Linked DNA regions of Sus scrofa: regions 1 and 3 are each linked to region 2. The links are chromatin contacts, called in public Hi-C and HiChIP or PLAC-seq maps. All regions are on one chromosome and are shown on one strand. Each heading gives the region's core, a stretch centred on a gene start, on an enhancer-like site or on the middle of the called end of the contact. The rest is flanking DNA. Distances are from core to core; before and after follow the strand shown. Region 1 has its middle 76 kb from the start of LACTB2. Region 2 overlaps EYA1 (eyes absent homolog 1). Region 3 has its middle 140 kb from the start of LACTB2.

Evidence for each region. Hi-C and Micro-C count contacts between places; a contact is called where the count stands out from the background. HiChIP or PLAC-seq counts read pairs in DNA pulled down with a chosen protein or histone mark.
Region 1: an H3K27ac HiChIP or PLAC-seq map of skeletal muscle shows a contact between it and region 2, with 8 times the contacts expected there. The contact joins two enhancer-like sites. A contact is called at or near these places in 1 of 47 Hi-C or Micro-C datasets (skeletal muscle) and 1 of 2 datasets of contacts at active chromatin or transcription factors (skeletal muscle).
Region 3: a Hi-C map of skeletal muscle shows a contact between it and region 2, with 6 times the contacts expected there. The contact joins two enhancer-like sites. A contact is called at or near these places in 6 of 47 Hi-C or Micro-C datasets (embryonic fibroblasts, epiblast stem cells, fetal skeletal muscle and 2 more) and 1 of 2 datasets of contacts at active chromatin or transcription factors (skeletal muscle).

The regions. Positions count from the first base shown.
Region 1 is chr4:64,633,151-64,636,901 of Sscrofa11.1, reverse strand. No RefSeq gene overlaps it. Among named protein-coding and RNA genes, the nearest start is that of LACTB2, 76 kb to the left of the region's middle. Within about 2 kb of position 2,136, at least 2 of the 83 cell types and tissues checked have an H3K27ac peak or open chromatin away from gene starts, as enhancers often do. A contact at or near this core is called in skeletal muscle, where this site is marked.
Region 2 is chr4:64,157,533-64,161,107 of Sscrofa11.1, reverse strand. EYA1 (eyes absent homolog 1) reads right to left here. Exons shown (of 17, transcript XM_021089251.1): 3 at 1,265-1,314. Among named protein-coding and RNA genes, the nearest start is that of EYA1, 190 kb to the right of the region's middle. Within about 2 kb of position 1,572, at least 17 of the 83 cell types and tissues checked have an H3K27ac peak or open chromatin away from gene starts, as enhancers often do. A contact at or near this core is called in skeletal muscle, where this site is marked.
Region 3 is chr4:64,572,823-64,576,545 of Sscrofa11.1, reverse strand. No RefSeq gene overlaps it. Among named protein-coding and RNA genes, the nearest start is that of LACTB2, 140 kb to the left of the region's middle. Within about 2 kb of position 1,420, at least 1 of the 83 cell types and tissues checked has an H3K27ac peak or open chromatin away from gene starts, as enhancers often do. A contact at or near this core is called in skeletal muscle, where this site is marked.

The DNA of each region.
Region 1 (3,751 bases), core at 887-3,386, 480 kb before region 2:
TGCCTTGGGTTATACATCATATACAAAATCATGCTGTCCCTTCTGTCTTCCCTGATTAAATATAGTCTAGATGTTAGTTAACAAACTATTTTTAGCTGTATTCAAAAGTAGTAGTCTGCTTTAGGGTACAGTGAGCTTCCAGCCCCTGTACATATATAAGTGGAGGCTGGCACAATCCACTTGTTTTGGGAGGTTGTAGAGGAGATTCTTGAATTAGATGTAGCTTCAGATTTTTTTTTTAATTAAAAAAAATTTGCTTTTTAGGTCTGTTGCTATGGTATATGGAAGTTCCCAGGCCTGGGGTTGAATTGGAGCTGAAGCTGCCAGCCTATGCCACAGCCACAGCAATGTGGGATCTGAGCTGTGTCTGCAACCTACATCACAGCTCAGGGCAATGCCAGATGATCCTTAGCCCTCTGAGCAAGGCCAAGGATTGAACCTGTGTCCTCATGGATAGTCAGGTTCATAACCTGCACAGCCACAATGGGAACTCCAGATGTATCTTTGGAATAGCTGATCTCAAAGATTCTTTTCACTTTTTTTTTTTTTTTTTGCGCTTTTTTTAGGGCCACACCCTCCATAGGTTCCCAGGCTAGGGGTGAAATTGGAACTACAGCTGCCAGCCTACGCCACAGCAATGCAGGATCTGAGCTGTGTCTGTGACCTATACCACAGCTCACGGTAACATGGGATCCTTAACCCACTGAGCAAGGCCAGGGATCAAACCCACAACCTCATGGTTCCTAGTCCGATTCATTTCTGCTGAACCACAATGGGAACTCCTCTTTTCACTTCGAATATTTTATTTTATTTCATTCTGTTCTATTCATTAAAGAAAATATTTTATGATGGATAATTTTAAACATATAGAAAAGTAGGAGGAATTTTACAGTAAGTTTCCATATACTCACCACACAGATTCTGTCACTAACATTTCGCTATCATTGTCCTATTACGAATCTATCCATCTCTCACTCTTTCTTTCTTTCTTTTTTTTTTTTGGTACATGTCAAGGTAAACTGTAGACATCAATAGATTTCTCCTTACTCACTTCGGCATGTATAATTTATAAGTAGAGTCAATTTTCGTTCGGTTTTTTTAGGTAAAATTTTCACCAGAAAATGCAGAAATCTTAAGTGAAGATTTGCTGAATTTTGACAAATGAATATACCTTATAATGTGTTCATTTCTGCTGTATGGCCAAGTGACTCAGTTACACATACATATATTCTTTTTCATTATGGTTTATCACAGCATATTGAATATAGTTCCCTGTGCTGTACAGTAGGATCTTATTGTTTATCCATCCTATATATATACTAGTTTGTCTCTTCTCATCTCAAACTCCCAATCCCTCCTCCCCAGCCTCCTTCAGCTTTACAACCACAAGTCTGTTCTCTATGTCTGTGAGTCTGTTTTTGTTTCACAGATATGTTGGTTCGTGTTACGTTTTAGATTTCACATATACGTGATATTATGTGGTATTTGTCTTTCTCTTTCTGGCTTACTTTGCTTAGTATGATAATATATTATTTTAAGGTTTTCTTTTATGAAGTCGATCATGTACATCTTCTAAATTATTTTATGCTTTTTATTTCAAAATAATAGGCCTCATTGGAGACTATTCCCTCTACTACACAGTGGTTAAGAACACGGGCTCTGGAGCCAGAATATCTGGGTTCAAATTCCAGTTCTACCTCATAGGCATGTGATCTGGAAAAAGTTACTTAACCTTTCTATGTCCCAATTACCTCTTGTTATAGCTTCTTGTACATACCACTAATACCACTTATTTAATTATATTGCAATTATTTTCCCATATATTTGTTTCCTCCACTAGGCAGTGGGCTTCTTGAATCCAAGCCCAAATATTACTTCTGTATGTAGTGTTAGTAGCAAACATAATACACAAAATAGCAAGTGCTCAGTAAATGTTAGTTGAATAAATGACTTAATAAGGCTTTGAGGGGTTAAGACATAGTTCTCAACAAGGGTCTATAAGAAAATAAATGAGAAGCTTGGGGTGGGAAAGCTGATTTTTTTCTTTCAGATTGTCAGTGTGCAGGGAAGTGAGCTGAAGAGATGGAACAAAGGTCAAATGTATTTTGGAAGTAGGGTGCAGGACAGAGCACCGCCCTGAAGCAATCTGAGCCCTGGCAGAAGGGAAGGAATGGAGCAGGAGAAACAAACCCAGCAAACTTCACAATTAGTCCTGCTTGTGCTCAAGTCCTGACTCAACTCTGCTTTGTAGGCAACAAAAACACCTATTGAATTCTTGTTATCCTTGGATTAATGTAGATTTTATAAATTGAGGAGGAAGCGGTGTTCTCTTAGGGTCACTGAGCAGGCCATGGAGGAGGCATATTCCCTCTCTCTGCTTCTCTGTTTCAACATTGAACTAATCAGAAGCAGATAAGGGAAGGATGGTTGAAGATTAGCAGCTAACGTTGAATAAAATGTCTTGAGGTTTTTAACCAGTATCCCTTATTTACATGTTCACGATCCTTCACTATTGCTGAAAATCATCTTCCAGTTAGGGTTTGAAATCTCCTTGAATATCATTGCTGAGACAAAATTTCAGGCATTTGGGGTTTTGTAAGTGACAAAAATTTTTGTTCCTTTAGAGAACAACTTAAGGACTGCTGAAAAGAAAGACTGATCTGGGCAGTTTCATTGTGGCTCAGCAGGTGAAAAACCCAACACAGTGTCCATGATGATGCAGCTTCTATCTCTGGCTTCACTCAATGGGTTAAGGATCCTCACTAAGTGGGTTGCCACAGCTGGGTCACAGGCCTGCAACTGCAGCTTCAATTCGACCCCTAGTTCAGGAACTTCCACATGCCTCAGGTGTGGCAGTTAAAAAAAAAAAAAAGAAAAAAAGCTGATCTGGGACCAAGTATGATTATTGTTAATATTTTTCAAGAGTTGATTATTGATTTTGTCAATTTTTTTTTTTTTTGTCTTTTCTAGGGCCACACCCGTGGCATATGGAGGTTTCCAGGCTAGGGGTCTAATCAGAGCTGTAGCTGCTGGCCTATGCCAGGGCCGCAGCAACACAGGATCCAAGCTGCATCTGGGACCTACACCACAGCTCATGGCAACGCTGGATCCTTAACCCACTGAGCGAGGCCAGGAATCGAACCTGCAATCTCATGGTTCCTAGTTGGATTCGTTAACCACTGAGCCACGATGGGAATGCCAAGAGATGATTATTGAATATGTTACTAAGTAAGAATAATAAGGATGATAATAGATTTGTTGAGCACTTACTATGTGCCATACCCAGTGCAGAACAACTTCACATCATTGATCTTTTTTATTCTCACAACCCTCCTATGTAGTAAGCATTGTTGCACCCACTTTATTGAAAGTTGAGGCTCAGAGAAAGCAAAGAAAGAGCATATATCAGGTATTTTATAATTTGATTTTGTTAGGTAAGTTTCATTACCTTCCATTTCCTGGACGAGAAAACAGACTGCAAAAGACTCAGGGAACAAACGCTTATTAAATAACCGAATATCAGTCATTTTATTAAATGCATTTCCATTTGTTTGACTTCATAGCCTCATGACAACCCTGCCAGATTAGGTACCATCATCTTTACATTACAAATGAGAATACCGAGGCTCAGGGACGTTAAGTAATTCCTTCAAACTCATGTATGCAGTGAACAAATACGAAACAGAACTGGGAGTCAAAAGCAGTCGCATCTTTCCTTAACCTCAAAGATAGGGTGTTCTCTCTCTGACAC
Region 2 (3,575 bases), core at 323-2,822:
ATCATGCTTTTCTTTTTATATTGAAGAAACAAAACAAAACAAGGCATTATTTTTCTAACAGAAAAGAGGAATGTATAACACTGGGGAGAAAAATCACTTTTCTCTGGAATCTGTTTCATCTAATAAGTTATCACTGGGTGCTCCCTTATAATTTACCGCCCAATTGTAATTTAATGGGTCTCCAAACCAAATAAAACACTTGCCGCCTATAGTCCAGTGACAGGAAAGGAGGGAGTCCTGATGCATGTGTTTACTCTGGCAAACTGCTTAATTGTTCTTCTGTTTCCCTTGAAACAAATGCAGCATTAAAACATTATGATGTCGGCTGCCTTGTTTGCCTTGCGGATTACATACAGTGTGCCCAACTGGGGAGGGATCAGGCCAACATACAGCGTGTCCCCAGGAACATTAGCCCTCAGAATACCTCAGCTGTCATTTACTTACTTGGGGAAATACCAGGTCCACTTCCCCGCTGAAACCAGGCGTTTTGGCCACACAAAAACAGCGACATCCCCTCTCCCCACCCCCCAGAAAGTTCTTGGACTCAGCAGTTATGGATTCTCTACAAGACTCAGAAGCCACTCCTTGGGTTCCCCACTTCAGAACTATCCATTTCTATTGCATCTTCTGTTACTGAAGAGGGAAGAGGATTTGTTGAAAGTGACTAAAAACACACCTAGATACTGGGCTGTTTGCTGACAGCCAAGTTTTTGCAAGTCTAAGGGCCCATTCTCCTCATTTTATACGTTGTGTGTTTTTTTTCTAAAAATAAAAAAGGAAGGGGGTGGGTTAATATTACGTGTATGAAGCTAAGACTGTTTGCTCTTCACCCCCCATCAGGTCAATAAAAGCTGCAGTCATTTTAATTTGGAGGTTGCATTTAAACAGCTGAGTGTAAACATCAGTTTTATAAACGGCTTCCCATGAACCATTTTGCTTCTAAAGTGAGTTCTGACTTCCCCAAATCTTCTGAGTTCAAATGAGAAATGGCTTAAAACGCAATTTTTCACTCCTAATTCTCACAACACATTCACAGTTTTCCTAACGCCAGAAAATACAGACTCCAATCATTTTCAAACCCAAGCTAATGTTCCCTTCCTACATACTTAAATTTTTTTTTTTACAAGCACACACACACAAATTAAGTAACTGCCAACTGAAGCTGCTGCTATTAATAGAAATAATTAAGAAATACTCGACAAAAATAGACATGGGTCGCAGAAAGGTAACCTCCCCAAACGTCAAGTATCAACAATATCCTTACCTGCACCTCGAGGAAACAGCAACATCTGAACTGGTTTGAGATGTTTGCACCTGTGATCAGGGGTAAAAAATTAGAAGCTGTTGTTAACTCTGCTTCTGTGTCAGCTCTTAATTATACAGAGCACATGGCTGAGGACGACAATGGTCTCTTTTAACCAAAAGAGAAAAAGGAGGATACTGCAGCGGTGAAAGGCATATTGTCTTTAAGTTGAGGTCTCCACTGTTGTTTCCTCCCCCCAGGTCTATCCTCCTCCTCCCCTTGTCAGGGGGGAAGGCAGCCAAATGACGGGATAGTGATTCATCACTGGCCTATGACAGCTGCAAACGGGATTACCCCTCCCCCAATCAACATGCAAAGCAGCCTTACCCAGGCAGCTCGGAATAGGTGCTTGGAAAAAAAAAAAAAAATAGCTATTAGCAAAATGAGTGTGTTTCACAGCGGTAGTTCAAGCATTAACCCTCCACCATCCTCCCAAGATCTTTCATCTTCTGCTATCACCAGCTGAAACAGAGTTCCTGCCCACGCCTGGGACTCCTGACAGTTCTCCTTATCGTGATGCTTTTCTCCTCTATTTACGATTTGTCATGGAGCATTCACTAAAACAGCTTCTGGGCAACTTTCAGGCGATGCCGGACTACAAGAGAAATGGTAAAGGCAGGTTCTGATCCCCAAAGCCCCATCCTGGAGCAAGGTGCCCACTGATCCAGGCAAATTGAAAATCCAGTGACTTTTTAAATTCAGTGAAATCCATCACTGCCTGGTGAAATAGAAAAAGCAGCTTGCTTTTTGTTTAATTTTCCATCTTTCAAACCAGGAGAGAGAATGGATCATTTAATCATCAAGGCAGAGTCTCAGTTTGCCAGAGTTTTAGTCTCTTTTGTCTCCGGGTGAATCTGTATTTGAGATTTCACTGCCCAACTAACTTAACTTGCAGCCTCTGCTAGACATTGCCCTTCCTCCAGAGGCAGCACAAACTCCAGCAGGTGATAAGCCCAGGTGAGGGTGGGCTGCTGGCTCTCAGGCTCAGCCCAACGCCTGTCTCAGGAAATGAACATTCTGCATAACGTTTAAAATGATTCAGAATTCCAAATCTTTGATGTGTATTTTCATTCAACCTGAACTGACATCAATTAGGGCTACAGAACAAAGATGAAAACTGAAGCATCTCAAATGGCATTAAAGTTATCCAACTAAATATCTTCTATTGAGTCCTGTTATTTTTTAATTATGATTTATGAAATTAAGAAGTACTACCTTTTTGGCAAGAATAAAGCATCGTTAAAGTACAAATATCTTGGTATAATGTTACATGAAATTTCTAGGTATACATTGTTACAATATGTACAGGATGAAGTAATTTTTAAGAGATGCCTGAGTATTCAATGAAATTTTAATTTTAATGCCTGCAGACAGGTCATTTTGTGATAACGGCCTTCTGCAATTTTTGTTAAAATTAACATTCTCACATAAGATTCAGTGTTTTCCTTTAGAAACTGCAGCAATAAACTTCAAGGATAAATGTGCTTTTTTTTCCACTTTTGTACACCTGGAATAAATTATAGGTGAGAACTAACTTAGTTTTAAGCACTCTCTCGGCTTAATTATGTGAACAAGTATGTAAAACATACTTTCTCTTAAATACTAAAATATATTCCTATTTTAACATCAGCTAGATAGTATAGCCTTAGCAATACAATCTTAGTTTCATTGTATCCTTTGAAAGTTTGATCATATTTATATTTGAGGTTTAACCTATCATTTACATTTCAATCAGTTAATAAAAACTGCACTTCAAAATAAGAATTATTCTAACACGTTTTCTCCCTGAGGGCGAAAAAAAAAGCATTTTCATAGCAACATACTTTTTTTTAATGCTAGCTCGACTCCGTCTCTACCGTGCTTGGTACACTGCAATTTTTGATTCCGTATCCATGATCTTCATTTCATTAAGTATACTTCAGATATATTCTTTTGTGTCTCAAGGATTATTTAAACCATGTGTTGTGTGTTACTGTTTTTAAAAATGACTCTTTAATCAAAATAACTTTAAAACAACTAATCCTCACTTAGGCTGGTCAGCTGAATCCACATCGTCGTCCAGGAAAAATAAATCTACTCTCAAGAATGCGAATGCAGACAACAATTAGACACAGATGTGAGCAAAATTAGTTACAGTTTACAAAATGCTACACTTCACATGCTTTTAGTTTTTTATGTGTAGTACACGATTACAGTGCAGTAAGGAAACATACTCTTGTAATGACTTATCTAAAAAGAACACCTATTTCTGATTGGCGCTGATTTTCTCTCA
Region 3 (3,723 bases), core at 171-2,670, 420 kb before region 2:
CAGATTATTAACTGTGCCAGAAAATGCATGACAATGCCACGTGAGTGCTGCAGGGATAGAGGCATAGGGAGAAGCAATACCTCACATGAGAATTGTGGAGTGGCCAAAAAGGAAAAAGAAAAAAAAAATTACCAGAGAAAGTTTCAATAGAAAAAGGGGACTTGGGTGGTTTTTTTTCTTTCATTCTTAAAGGTTTATTGAAGTATAGTTGATTTACAATGCTGTGATAATTTCTGCTGTACAACAAAGTTATACACATATCCACCCTTTTTCAGATTCTTTTCCCAGATAGACCAGCACAAAATATTGGGTAGAGTTCCCTATGCTATACAGGGCTGTTTTTAAAGATATGTAGGATTTGTATCTAGAGAGGGGAAGATGACAGGTAGCTCCAGGTAAGAAATGGTCTGAAGGGTAGGCTTCTGAGTTTGGCTGTGAGTTTGGTCTTGAGCCAGTTTATTGTTTCAACAAAACTGAGAATAAAACATATGGCAGGTTACAGTCACTGCGGAGAAAGTGAACAGAGGCACAGCATCTGAAGATGGGAATACATTTCTTTAAGAAAAGAAAGAACTAAATCTGGGTTGGGAATTGTGGCCAGTTCAATCTGGGGAGGGGTAAACCCCAAGTGCTTAGAAACCCCAAGTGAAGGAAACCCCAAGTGAAGGAGTTTCTTAGAAATTGAGTATCACCTCCGATCTTAAAAGTTGATGGGGAAGTGGTTCTGATTGATAACGGTCTTAAAACTTCTGCATTCTTCTTTATTTATTCTTTATATAATCTCGGCATTATATTTAAGAGATTACATAAATAATTTATATTCTTTATATAATCTCAGCATTATATTTAAGAATAATTTATGTTCCTTATATATTCTTTATATAATCTTGGCATTATATTTAAGAGATTATGTAAATTATATAAATAATATAAATAATTTATATTCTTTATATGGCCTCTTAAAACTTCTGCATTCTTATTTATATAATCTTGGCAGTAATTACAAATGGTCTCTCTCACTCTGTCCTCAGAGGTATGGATCTCCCTTTGATAAATTGTCTGTCTAACCACAAAACCAGTAGATGCTTTTGCTCCATAATTTGGCTCCTCTCAGCACATGATTATTAAATATTCACTTTGTTTTTCTTGGAGGGACAACCTGGAAAAATAAAATTGTACAAGTTGCAGACCGGAAATAACAATCCATGTATCTGCTGAGAAAGAAATGATATTTTCTCCCAGAGTAGCTAACTCCCCGCTAGATAAGGAACCATACACCTGGTGCTCTTAAATCATGATGGCTGTCATTAAAAAGGCTTCTATTTTTTTCCATTTGGGTAATGTGCTTATTGGACAGTTCTATTTTCATCTATGACTTTTCCTAGTCTCTGCGTAAGTTAAGAAAGTGTCTTAAGCAAGCTCTTGCTGTAATAGTGGGATCAGTCTAGTCCAGGGGTAATAGAGATGCAAGATACTTCCTTGTATCCTAGAGACACATCACCTTGCAGCTAGTTAAAAAGTGATCCTGGTTGATAACTCTATTTGACTTTTGTGGTTCCCCAGGAACATTTCTATGATCTGTCTGGATAAAATCTGGATTCAGATGTACCTTTATAACATCATGTTTTACAGGAGCCTTGACATTAATCTCTTATTTACCTTCCTTGGTAACCTAAAAACAGCCCATAGGCAAAGGAGGGGGCAAGAAAAAGAGAGGCGGGGCGGGGGGGGGGCTGGGAAAATCCTAGAAGGGGGAAATGACTGTGGGTGCAGTGACAGCTGCACTCTGTGACTTTTTATTTATTTTGTAATGAATACAAACTTTTTTTTTTAAAGTTGTGTTGAAGTCTAGTTCGTTTACAAGACTGTGATAATTTCTGCTGGACAATAAAGTGACATAGTCATGCATATACATACACCCATTCTCTTGCGGATTCTTTTCCTACATAGATCATCAAAGAATACTGGATAGAGTTCCCTGTGCTATACAGCAGATCTCTGTTGGCAAATCATTCCAGATACCTCAGTGTGTGTATGCCAATCCCAAACACCCAGTCCATCCCTCCCTCCACAACCTGTCCCTTTGTGTTCTGTGACTTTAAAGACTTTCCTCACTGTAGTTTCATTTAGAGATGCTTCATGGTGCCAGTTTTGGACATAAATAGTCCTGAGGTTTAAACCAGGGCTTACTTCCCCAATAGTGTAGTTACTCAATCTTTCTAACCTTCGATTTTCAGATCTGCAAAATGGGGAAAAAGTATTCCTTACCTTTTGGGCTTTTCATGAGGATTAAATGAAATAATGTGTACAGTGCACAGAGCACAGTGCCTGGCACATCATAAACTCTCAGTAGTGGTGGCTGTTGTTGGACTTCTAGGATTGCAGTCTGTGGCCGGCTCACAGGTCTGAGCAACTTTTTCTCCTTTATTCCCATTTTAAATGGGAAATTTCATTTTGCTGATATTTTCCAGACTTTTAGTAAACATGTTCATTATTTCAAAGTTTGGAGAAATTTACATTTCAAAAAATGGCTTATATAGAGCATATGGGAATTAATAATATAGCCTAGAAAATGTATGAAAATTGTATTTATATTGGCCAAATTAATACTTCAAGGAAGGAAAGGTTTTCTTTGGCACTGGGGTAACATTTTCTTTTTTTCCCCCCTGTTTTTATTGGGATGTAATTGATATATAGCACTGGATAAATTTAAAGTGTACAGCAAGGATAAAATTTTCAATCATTACTTACTGGTAGAATTTAAAAACCTATTTAAGTATTATCTGGATGGTTTGGCGTTGTCCCCTACTTGCCATTCTCTTATTCATTTATTCATTCATTAAAGTGTTTAAGATCTAAAGGGTTCAGGACTGTAATGAATACTCAATTTTCCAAACTTATGATTTAACATTTGGTCAAATACAATTTAATAATTAAATGACAAAACCTGGAAATGGATTAAGGTTTTTTGGCTGCCAGATGACCTTCCAAAGCATTTTGTCGAAGAATTAAGAGGAATAAACTAGGGGCGTATGGATTTCATTTTGCTTAAAATACGTTTTGATTCAAAAATTAAGGGAAAACTGGGACAGTTTTTTTTTGAAGCCAGTTTTTGAAAAAGATAAATAGTTGGCTGAATACAAAGTAGTATCAAATTTGTATATTTATATTTTAAACCATGTTGCCAACTGCCATTTTTTTTTTTTCTACTGAACAGCAGTGAAAGCTTCTAAGTCTTTACCAGAATCTGCTTTCTTCTTCTCTTTCCCATGTGATTAACAGACCTTAGGGAAAGAAATTCTGAGTAAGGCTGCACTGTTAAAATCCTGGGCTGGGAGCTTGGAGATCTGAGTACCATATTTCCAAATAAAGGCTCATGAAAATTTTCAAAGACCAGAAACTACTGACATGGCATTTTAAAGTCTGATTTTGGAGTTCCTGTTGTAGCTCAGCAGAAACGAGCCTGACCAGTATCCATGAGGATGTGAGTTCAATCCCTGGCCTTGCTCAGTGGGTTAAGGATACATTGTTGCTGTGAGCTGTGGTAGAGGTCTCAGACTTGGCTCGGATCTGGCATTGTAGTGGCTGTGGCTGTAGCTCTGATTCCACCTGATCCCTCGCCTGGGAACTTCCACATGCTGTCAGTGCAGCCCTAAAAAGCAAAAATAAATAAAAAAATAAAAAAATAAAGTCTGATTTTAAAACTTGATAGTTTTGTTACTA